Linked DNA regions of Sus scrofa: region 2 is linked to region 1. Evidence: chromatin contacts called from public HiChIP or PLAC-seq data. All regions are on one chromosome and are shown on one strand. Each heading gives the region's core, a stretch centred on a gene start, on an enhancer-like site or on the middle of the called end of the contact. The rest is flanking DNA. Distances are from core to core; before and after follow the strand shown.

The links. HiChIP or PLAC-seq counts read pairs in DNA pulled down with a chosen protein or histone mark.
Region 2: an H3K27ac HiChIP or PLAC-seq map of alveolar macrophages shows a contact between it and region 1. The contact joins the enhancer-like site here to the promoter of RAP2B in region 1. A contact is called at or near these places in 14 of 47 Hi-C or Micro-C datasets (adipocytes, alveolar macrophages, blood and 6 more) and 2 of 2 datasets of contacts at active chromatin or transcription factors (alveolar macrophages and skeletal muscle).

Annotation. Positions count from the first base shown.
Region 1 is chr13:93,306,856-93,311,822 of Sscrofa11.1, reverse strand. RAP2B (RAP2B, member of RAS oncogene family) reads right to left here and starts at 3,711. Exons shown (of 1, transcript NM_001123185.1): 1 at 3,160-3,711. The coding sequence starts at 3,711. The coding sequence ends at 3,160.
Region 2 is chr13:93,353,556-93,358,054 of Sscrofa11.1, reverse strand. It overlaps LOC106505716 (a long non-coding RNA gene), which reads right to left. Exons shown (of 2, transcript XR_001300380.2): 1 at 1,713-4,499; 2 at 1,361-1,606. Among named protein-coding and RNA genes, the nearest start is that of RAP2B, 48 kb to the right of the region's middle. Within about 2 kb of position 1,789, at least 44 of the 83 cell types and tissues checked have an H3K27ac peak or open chromatin away from gene starts, as enhancers often do. A contact at or near this core is called in alveolar macrophages, embryonic fibroblasts, liver and 3 more, where this site is marked.

The DNA.
Region 1 (4,967 bases), core at 2,462-4,961:
CTTTTTCAGTGAAACAAAGGCTCTTATCTCTTCACACCATAATACTAGAAGGCCAAATAAACATATATTCTTAAAAACAATGTTCTTAACATCTCTCAATTTTGTCAAGAAAATATTGGAGAAGGCTACAAAGCTCCGAACTATTTTCCTGCTCCAGGCACGCACACAAAATTGCTTTAATTGAGAATCCAAAAAGCATTTATTTTACAGTACTCAGTAATAGCGCATTAAAGTCTTCTGCCCTGCCATTCCAGACCTACAAAGAATTTAGTCATGTAGGTGACTAAATCCAGTGTGAAGATGATTAATGCACACAGCAACCTATTTCATTTCCAACTTCCCATTTTCAAAAATTCCCCTGGCAGGAGTGTATACATTTAAGTTAGTTAGATACTTGGCAGCATTTTGTCCACAGGCTCCCCAAGAAACAAAACCAAACCATAAGAAACAGTCACTAAACGCCTTTAAAAAAATTCTTTACATAGTACTTGGTATATGTCTTCAGAATTTTCAACACTTTAGATTTACTGGATCAACTAAATTTACACAAATCCAAGAACGAATCTTTGCAAAAGCATAAATTTGAGTAACTTCTCCTAATTTCTATATTTAGCATATATACATTGCCCTCAGATTGAGTTTGATACTTAAGTGAGATCAACAGTGAAAAAAAATGGCTTTAGAACCAAACCCAGGCAGAATTCTCTATCCTCCTCCATGCTGGAATTCTCAAATGTCACCCAAGCAAAACACTCAACATTTTAAGGCAAGATATGTTAATACAGCTTTAAAGAAACTTGTGGCCTGTAATTTCTTTTGGCTTCCTCAGCAGAATAAATCCCTTTGTCAAAAACTCTTCAAAAGATTTCATTTACACTCATGGGCCTAAGGTATAGAAAGTGTTCTAGATTTAAAAAATGATACACTTTTTATTCTACTGAGGTTATATGAGTAAAGCGGCCCTTAAGAAAAATAAAATACAAAATAAAAAGCTCACACTGCCTCCTGCTGTTAGAAGGAAAATCTCATGAGGTCAAAATGGTCCACAAACTGCACAGTGTAATGAGAGCAAGAGGCTTGTCTTAGTTTTTTTTCTTTTTCCCTTCTTTTTTAATCTAGAACTAATTCCAAATCGAAGCCTCAAAAGGGTTCAGATACTGTCCACAACCCATACAAATATACTGCCAAAAACACTATAAGGTATGACTTCAGAACTGAAAACCATCTTCCTCAAACGTACTTTCAACTGGATAGGTGATGTAATTTCAACAACACAAAACAAACAGAAGACAAAAGATAGAAATAGGAAAAGGAAAATTAAAAGCACTAGCCTATCTGGCCAGATGCCTGGTTACTTTCCCAGATCTAAGGCAGTTTTAACAGTTGGTTTCTCCCCTTCCCTACCTAATGTGAGATAAACTGCTCCAAGTCAGCAGAACAGATTCAATATCCTGTAGTCAACGTATGGCCATACCTGACACCGCAAGACTTCCTAGACCTCGACGATTTTTTCCATATTTAAGGAGTTGGGAGGAGTGTCACTCAACTTGTCACTGAGACACACCTCTCTTCAGAATTTGGCAAACCACTCTTGGGGGCTTCATGCACCTTCCCCCTGTCCACCTCAGCCACAGTACTGTTTAAATAACTGAATATGAAACACAGAAACACAAACAAATTTTTGGATTTCTTTAAAAATGACATTTGTATTAAAAATCTTAAAATGAAGAGACAATGATTAAACACATGTCTGGAATTAAAAATTACAAGTTGTTAGAATTCTCTTGGTACATCACAACAGCAAAATTCTGCTCTTTGCTTCTGGAGGAACACCCTATAACAGAAAACCAAAAATTTTAAAAAATGATACAAAAGGGGAGCTAAATACCTGAACACTGGAACAAAATGAAGCAAAAAAAAAAAAAAAAAAAAAGAAAGAAAGAAAAAAAGAAAAAAGAAACCCATTGCAAAATAAGTGAATTACATCTTAAAAGCTGGAAATAATAAAGAAATTCACCGAACAACAGGCCCTATTGTCCTGATTCCTTCAGGAAGATTACTGAAAGGAAATGGGGAAGTGGTTTGAGGGGATCTGGTGGGAAATTCACAGGTTGGCACCGGCTGGAACAGCTGAGTTTTGAAGGCACTCTGCAGACACAGGGGTGCTGGGGGCCCTGAATCACATTTGTGAAGTCTTTGTACTGTGTTTTAAAGAGCTAGTCATCAAAACCTGTTACTGCCAACCAATAAGAACAAAAAGCTAAATCTAAAAACACACACACACACAACAGTACACACAAAAATGTGCAGATCTGTAACATTTTTTTTCACAGCTGATAAAAAAAAATACTACCGTTCTCCCCCAGACTCCCCTTTGATACAGTAGGTAAACAAAAATAGATTTTTTTTTTCCACAAATATCAGCAGACACATTCTGGCACCCCACACTGTATTGGCATCAGTGTTAACAGTCCCAGTTCAGATGTGCAATACTTCAGATTGGATACACTGTAACAAGAATCCAACTTTGCATAGACATCCTCAGAATCATAATCAGTCACGGGGTTGCCCTTCCAAGCTGGCAGAAAAGGAACCCGATCTTAATTTCCAGCTACTCCTGGAAAACGAGGAAAAAAAACAAAAGTTTTTTCCTCTCCTCCTGCTCCTTCATTTGGTTCTCCCGGACTTCCTTCCGAGTATTTAAAACTTGGAACGAGAAAAACGGTTTTGGACAGAAAAACAAAAACAAAAAACTCCCCCTTTCCAACCTTCTCCCCGTCCTCTTCCTCCCCCACCCCATTTTTTTTTTTTTTTTTTTCTCCAGGCTGAAACTTTCGCTTGCCGGTGTCAAGCTGCCAATACAGCGCCCCAACGGCTGCGTCAATGGGGAAATAACGCGTCAACCAAAATCAATGAGAAACGTACATGCCGCAAAGAGCCACATTTCCATCGGGTCTCGGATGGTCAGAACGGCACACCCCCTCGGACACGGGGCAGAGGCAGGGGACATGGCCACGGGGGCCAGCCGGGCTCCCGGGACACCCCGGCCGATGCAAAGTCGTCTCCAATCTCAAAGCAAGAAGAGAAATCACATTTAGAGTCGGGTGCGTTTGGCTTTTGTGCGCAGAGCTCGGCCGGCGCGCGGCAGCCGCGGGCGCCTCAGAGGATCACGCAGGCCGAGCAGCAGCCCTCGTCTCCGTTGGGCTGCGCCGCGTAGTTCATCTGCCGCACGATCTCGGCAAACAGCTCGTCCACCGAGGCTTTGTTTTTGGCCGATGTCTCCATGAAGGGGCAGCTCCACTCCTCGGCCAGGGCCTTGCCCTCGCCGTAAGAGACCTCGCGCTCGCCCTCCAAGTCCACCTTGTTGCCCACCAGGATCATGGGCACTCTCTCGTACCGCTTTACGCGGATGATCTGGTCCCGCATAGGCTTGATGTCCTGGAAGCTCTGCTGGTTAACGAGGCTGTAGACGAGGATGAAACCCTGGCCGTTCTTGATGTACAGGTCCCGCATGGACGCGAACTGCTCCGTGCCGGCCGTGTCCAGGATCTCCAGCACGGACGGCGACGAGTCCACCTCGATCTCCTTGCGGTAGAAGTCCTCGATGGTGGGGTCGTACTTCTCGATGAAGGAGCCGGTCACGAACTGCACGGTGAGCGCGGACTTGCCCACGCCGCCCGAGCCTAGCACCACCACTTTGTACTCTCTCATGGCTCCGTCGGCGCTCGCCCGTCGGGGCTGCGCGCCGTAGTAAGGCTGGGCTTGGCGGCTGGACTTCTACCCTTCCTCAGCTCCGCAGGAAAAACTCAGGAGCGAAATGGCCGAGGAGCGCAGAGCGCGGAAATCACCGAGCGGGGGCCGGGCGCCGGGCCGGCCGGCAGCGGCAGCGCGTCCCTGGGGCGCAGGTCCGGGGCCCCGCAGCAGCCCGCGGCGGCAGCGGCAGCGGCAGCCTGGGCGGCGGAACCGGAGGACAATGCCGGCAGCCTGTGCAAAGCGAAGGCTGCAGCTTCTCGTCGCGGCAGCCCAGAAGGGCGAGGAGGCGGCGGAGGTAGCGGGCTGCGGAGGCGGCAGCTAATTGCGCGTCGGGCCGGGACGCGCGTGGCATGAGTCCCCGCAGAGCGTGCGCCCACCGCCGCGGCCCATGGAGCTCTCTTCCTCAGCCTCCGCGGGGCGAGGGCTTCCTACTCGCCGCGCGCAGCCCGGCCCTCCCCGCCCGGACGAGCATGCCCAGTGCGCCGCCGCCGGCCGCTCCCGCCGGATCCGCTGCTCCTGGTTTTCCAGGGAGCCGGGCGGAGGCGGGGTTGTGGGTGGGGCTCGCGATTTGAGTCGGGACTAGCGGATTCGCCGGAGGCTCTGGTCTCCCAGCAAGAGGACAAATGTGCCGGGATGTGTAGGTGTTTGTGGCGGGCTGGGAGAGCTCCAGTGGGAGGTTGGAGGCAGCCTTCTTTCGCCGCTCTGGGTTCATACATAGGGGCTCAGGCTCTTCGAGAAGCGAGTGGGTGCGGCAGCCACCCCCTCACTCCTCCCTGGGAATAGGGAGGATTGGGCTCTTGCCTCGCATCATTCAGAGCCCGTAGATCCCACTTCCCAGACCCCCGGAGGGTGTGTCTCCCGGGATTGAGACCCAAAGGACGTTTGGGTGTTTGGCGGGAAGACCATCTTCCCCTACCCAAGGCGCAGCTCTTTCTACCCGACCTTCTCTGGCCTACTCTCCCGCACTTTCATCTCTGGGACAAAGAAAACGGGAATGCTGGGTCTGAAACCCTGTTGCGACTAGGGAAAGGGCTGCCTCTACTAACCAGAGCTGTCTTCGGGCTAGGGTTCCGCGGGCCACCCCGCCCCCCCACTCGCCCCCTCCCCCGCCCCAGTCAGCTGGGGCCAAAATCTGGAGAGCGGATTACAGTCCTATCCAAAGCGGCGGTGGCGCCCGCAGCTAGTCAGGGCATGCTCAGTGCACAGAGCAGGTT
Region 2 (4,499 bases), core at 540-3,039, 48 kb before region 1:
AAGTTAGAGTTGCGAATAGGAGTGGTTTGTTTAATAAAATAATTATAATTTTTGAGTTCCCTTGGTGCCAGGGGTTAAGGATCCAGCATTGTCACTGTTGTGGCTCAGGTTTCAGCTGTGGTGTGGATTTGATCCTTGGCCTAAGAACTTCCACATGCTGTGGTGGCCCACCCAACCCCCCAAAAAATATCATTTTGAGAGCTGATCCAGCTTTCATGGATGAAAGAAAATGTTTATGTGAATAAAATAAAATATTGAAAATGTCTAATTTTTTCTTGCACACTAATGACCCCCATACAACTTAATTTCTCTCCTCAAATAAATACTGAGCATGAGAGGCCAGGAGTCTGGTTTTCTAAGGCAGCTACTCAATGTTTAGCAATATAAATTCATTTATACTGCAGCTGAATTCACTGCAACTTCCCTACCAAAGCCCTAGACTCCAGTTATGTTGTTATGATCAGACAATGTTAAGGAAAATCAAATGCATTTTTAATTTTTAAATAAATAATTCCTCTTCCATCACAACTTTTTTTCAAGTCTTGAATACAAAGTTACTTCCAAATATACTTGATGAGAACAATCAGACTATTTTTCTCATGGACAGCAGACACCTTCCTTTGTGCTGTTCTATTATTCTTCATCTTTATACCTGTCCTTCCTCTTCCTCAGTATTGCTACAGGTACTCTGAAAAATTATCAAGTACCTAATCAAGGATTCTAAAGATCTTTGTCTCATTTTTATGACCTCTAAGAAAAATGGAAAAGAACGGAGAGTCCATATTTGTGGTGAAACTACTATGTGTCAAACATAAAGATAGGAAATTTTGACACCTAGCCCTTGTGGATGCTATAATCCTAAGAGACAGCTGTTATTGAACCTATTTTGCAGAGGAGGAAACTGAGGCCAAGAGAGACTTAGCAATAGATATGGGGCAAAACGGTATTTGGAACTAGCAGTGTATAATTCCAAAGCTCATGCTCTTTGTAATCTGAGTAAAATATTACCCCTGGAATTTTTACTAATGTTAAATATAATTACACCTTTTTATAAAAATATATTTAATGACTATTTTCAAAGCATTGTCACATACATCATCCCATTCCAAGGCAGCTGGTAGAATGGGGGACTTGAGGGGGGGGTTGTTGCGAGGGATGGCAATAATGTATATAAAGTATAATATCCAGCCAGAGTAAGACAAGTGCTCAGTAGTTATCATTACTGTCACTATTATTATTATTACTGTTGATCCTCACAGCAGGCTTAGAAGTAAGGTAGTACAGCTGTTATCATGCCCTCTTGATAGACTTTCTCTACAAAGATTAACCCCATTCATATTATACTCCACAAGCAAGAGAATTACTTTAAACTTTTTATTTACAAGGCATTTACTTACAGGAATCTCAAAACACCATATTCAAATTCAGTTTGTTTGCAATGCAGGCAGGCAGGGATTGGAGGGGAAGTAGCTGTGAGGTGGGCTTACAGTCTTTCCCAGCAGAGTCAGAATTGGAAATTTTGCCTTCCATCTTCAAAATGAGTCTCCTTTCCAGGCCATGGAAGTGGTACAGGAGGACTTTCTTTCTCATGAGTCATCATCTTCTTCTTACAAGGGGTAATGTAATGGTGAGCCCTTTCTTCAGTTCCCTGCTTGTACAGGGAGGGAGCACCCCCCACCACTACCAGATAGTTGCAGACCAAGCTTGTTTACCATGGTGAGAGCCGTTATCATGAGGCAGAGGGTGGTTCCGGTTTGACGTCTGTGGCCGCATTCCTGCTCTCCGGATAGCAGACAGAGAAGTGCAAGAAAAGTGCTTGGTATCAGTGACTCACAGCAAGACAGGAAATCTCAAGCGGATCCACCCTTCCTTCCTGACTTCACGACCAGCTGAGCAGAAGAACCACAGGCCACAAGGATTCTAGAATCTTGATGAGAAGGGCTAGAGCCACAGACAGAGACTGGGCCACAGCAATATGCTCACTAAATGGATTAAAATGCCAGGACCCCGCTGCCAGGAAAGCATGCTTTCTTCATCCTAGAGAACACTGTTTCTGCCAAGATTCTCTTTTCACCTTTACCCAGGATCTCCCTGGTATATGCTGGCCTTTGCATTGTTCTTAAACATGAGAACAATAGACTTGACACAATTCAATTGAGTGGCCCTCATTCATACCCTGTTTTAAAAGCATGCAAGAAATGATAACAATCATCATTATCAAGCAAAGCCTTCACACTGCAGCATGGCAAAGTATGTCTCTCCAGCAAAATGTAAACACGTTTATAGTAGATTTTTGAACCCAGTGTCAAATTGCTTCTGTAAAGTTACATCATGTTTCTCCTTATGAGAGCAGCAAATGATTAGGATAATGATAAAGACTAATAGTCGTTATGCCAAGGACAGCTCAAAGCACTCTATATGCCTTAAGTCATTTAAGTTTTTCAACTACCCTTTGAGATAAGCATTGTTATTGGTCCCGTTTTACAAATGAGGAAGTTATCAAAGTGAAGGAAAGCCTCTTCACTGTCTCCCCAAACTGTTTTTAAACCTCACAAATAATAAATAAAGCTCAAAACAAAAAATGAAAAATATAAATGAAACTGCTGCTAACCCTGATTTGTTGTAAGAGTCAAGTGAATAAATGACACAAAATGATTATAGACATATTTCCCATATCTGGCCAATTCAGTAGTATATTTCCAACTCATTCATTAAACTGTAAAAAAAAAAAAAAATACGCCTACAAAATAGTCAAGTTAAAATTCTGAGTCATTCCAGCAGACCAAATTTGTCAGTATCTTTTGTCAAGGCCACTTCCCTCTCTTCCTGCAGGGCAGCAATGTCAGAAAGTGGCAGAAGTCTGCATTTCTGTGTGTTTTATATATATAAGCTTTCACTTCTCACCTCCTTTTATTTCCCTGCTCTCTCCAAGCTCACCTCACACCCTATGGTCCAGCCACAACAAAATATGATGCATCTAGTGCACTTGATCTTTATTTTGAGTCTTTGAATGTGGTGCTGTTTTCTTTGTCTGAAAAGTTATCTCCCCCTCTTCTACCCAGAAAGTACTTGCAGCATTCAGAAATCTATCCATCTGTTCATACACTCAAAGAGTTATTACCGAACACCTATTATGAGGCAGATACAGGAAGGTCGGGGAGGGAACAAGGTCACTGTTCTGATGAACTTTCCACTGCAGAGAAAGAAGCAAAGTTAAGAAAGAAAAGAAGGAAGGAAAAAAGTAAGAGAGTAAAGGAAGGTCAGTGGGAGAAAGGAAGGAAGGCAGGCAGGAAAGAAGGAGGGAAGCAGAGGGGAGAAAGGGATGGAAGGAGGCACTAATTAATTAGTGTTATGCAAGCCATATGACACTGGGTGTCAGGAATCCATCCACCTGAGCTAAGCTCTGAATGACAAGAAGGAGCCAGTTGCAGAGACAAGAACCACTAGTTCAAAGACGCTAGGCTGGAGAGCAAGCCTGGTTCCCAAGAGCTGAAGGAGCCAGCATGACTGAGGGAGCAGCAGAGAGCAAGGCGGCCACAGATCCCACTGGATTTGTTAGGCCTGTAAGAAGTTTAAATGGAAATTTTAAAGCAGAGAATTGATAAAATCTATTTTAATAAATCCCTCTGGTTATTGAGTGCACATTGGGCTTTAAGGAGTCAGGTGTAGAAGCAGGAATACAAGTTAGGATATAGATGCAGGAGGAGTCAAGGCAATTCTCTGCTCACACAGCACTTTGCAAAGACTCAATATTAACATTACACATTTTAAAAAAATTGATATATGTTTTTTCCTCTGTTTAGACAATCAGATTCTTAAAAGCAGGAATAAAGCATCACTCTGCAATAAACATTCTTCCCTGGATGAATAAGTCAATGGAAAACTGAATGAATAAGATAAGGTCCCTGCCCTCAGAAAGCTTAAGATCTCCAAAACAGACATCATTCAAGTAACCAGATCTCAGAGTAGGTTATTCACGTTGCATAAGTGGTAGAAAATTTTATATACAGGGCAGAGGAGGAAGAAAGTGGATTATCCAACTGAGGATGTGATACTGAATCAGAACCTCAGGGTCTGCTGTTCTTTAACACAGTGGGATGTTAAAATGAGGTGGCAGGAGTTTGACAGAGAACAAATTGAGTCAGCCTCCCCTTCTGATGTTTCCTAGTTTCAGATAAGGGCTATATTTAGACTCAGAGTTCTAGGTCAAAACGCAACTCATTGAATCCATTGAGAAATGATTCATCTCTGCTGGACTATCAAATAAAAAGCAAAAAGTAAACAGGAGTGTCAGATTACATTTGGATTGTTCAAATTACAGTAAAACTCTGACATTTGGGTGAAATGCTCATGTTCTAAATGTTTTTTTTTTTTTTCCTGGAGTTATAAAAAGATCATCGATGAGAAAGAGTCAAGTATAGTTTTAGTATATCCCCTTCCGCCTTGTCTGGAGTTCACTTTCCTGAGGGGTTCCACTGCCTCTGCCCAAGCACCCAGGG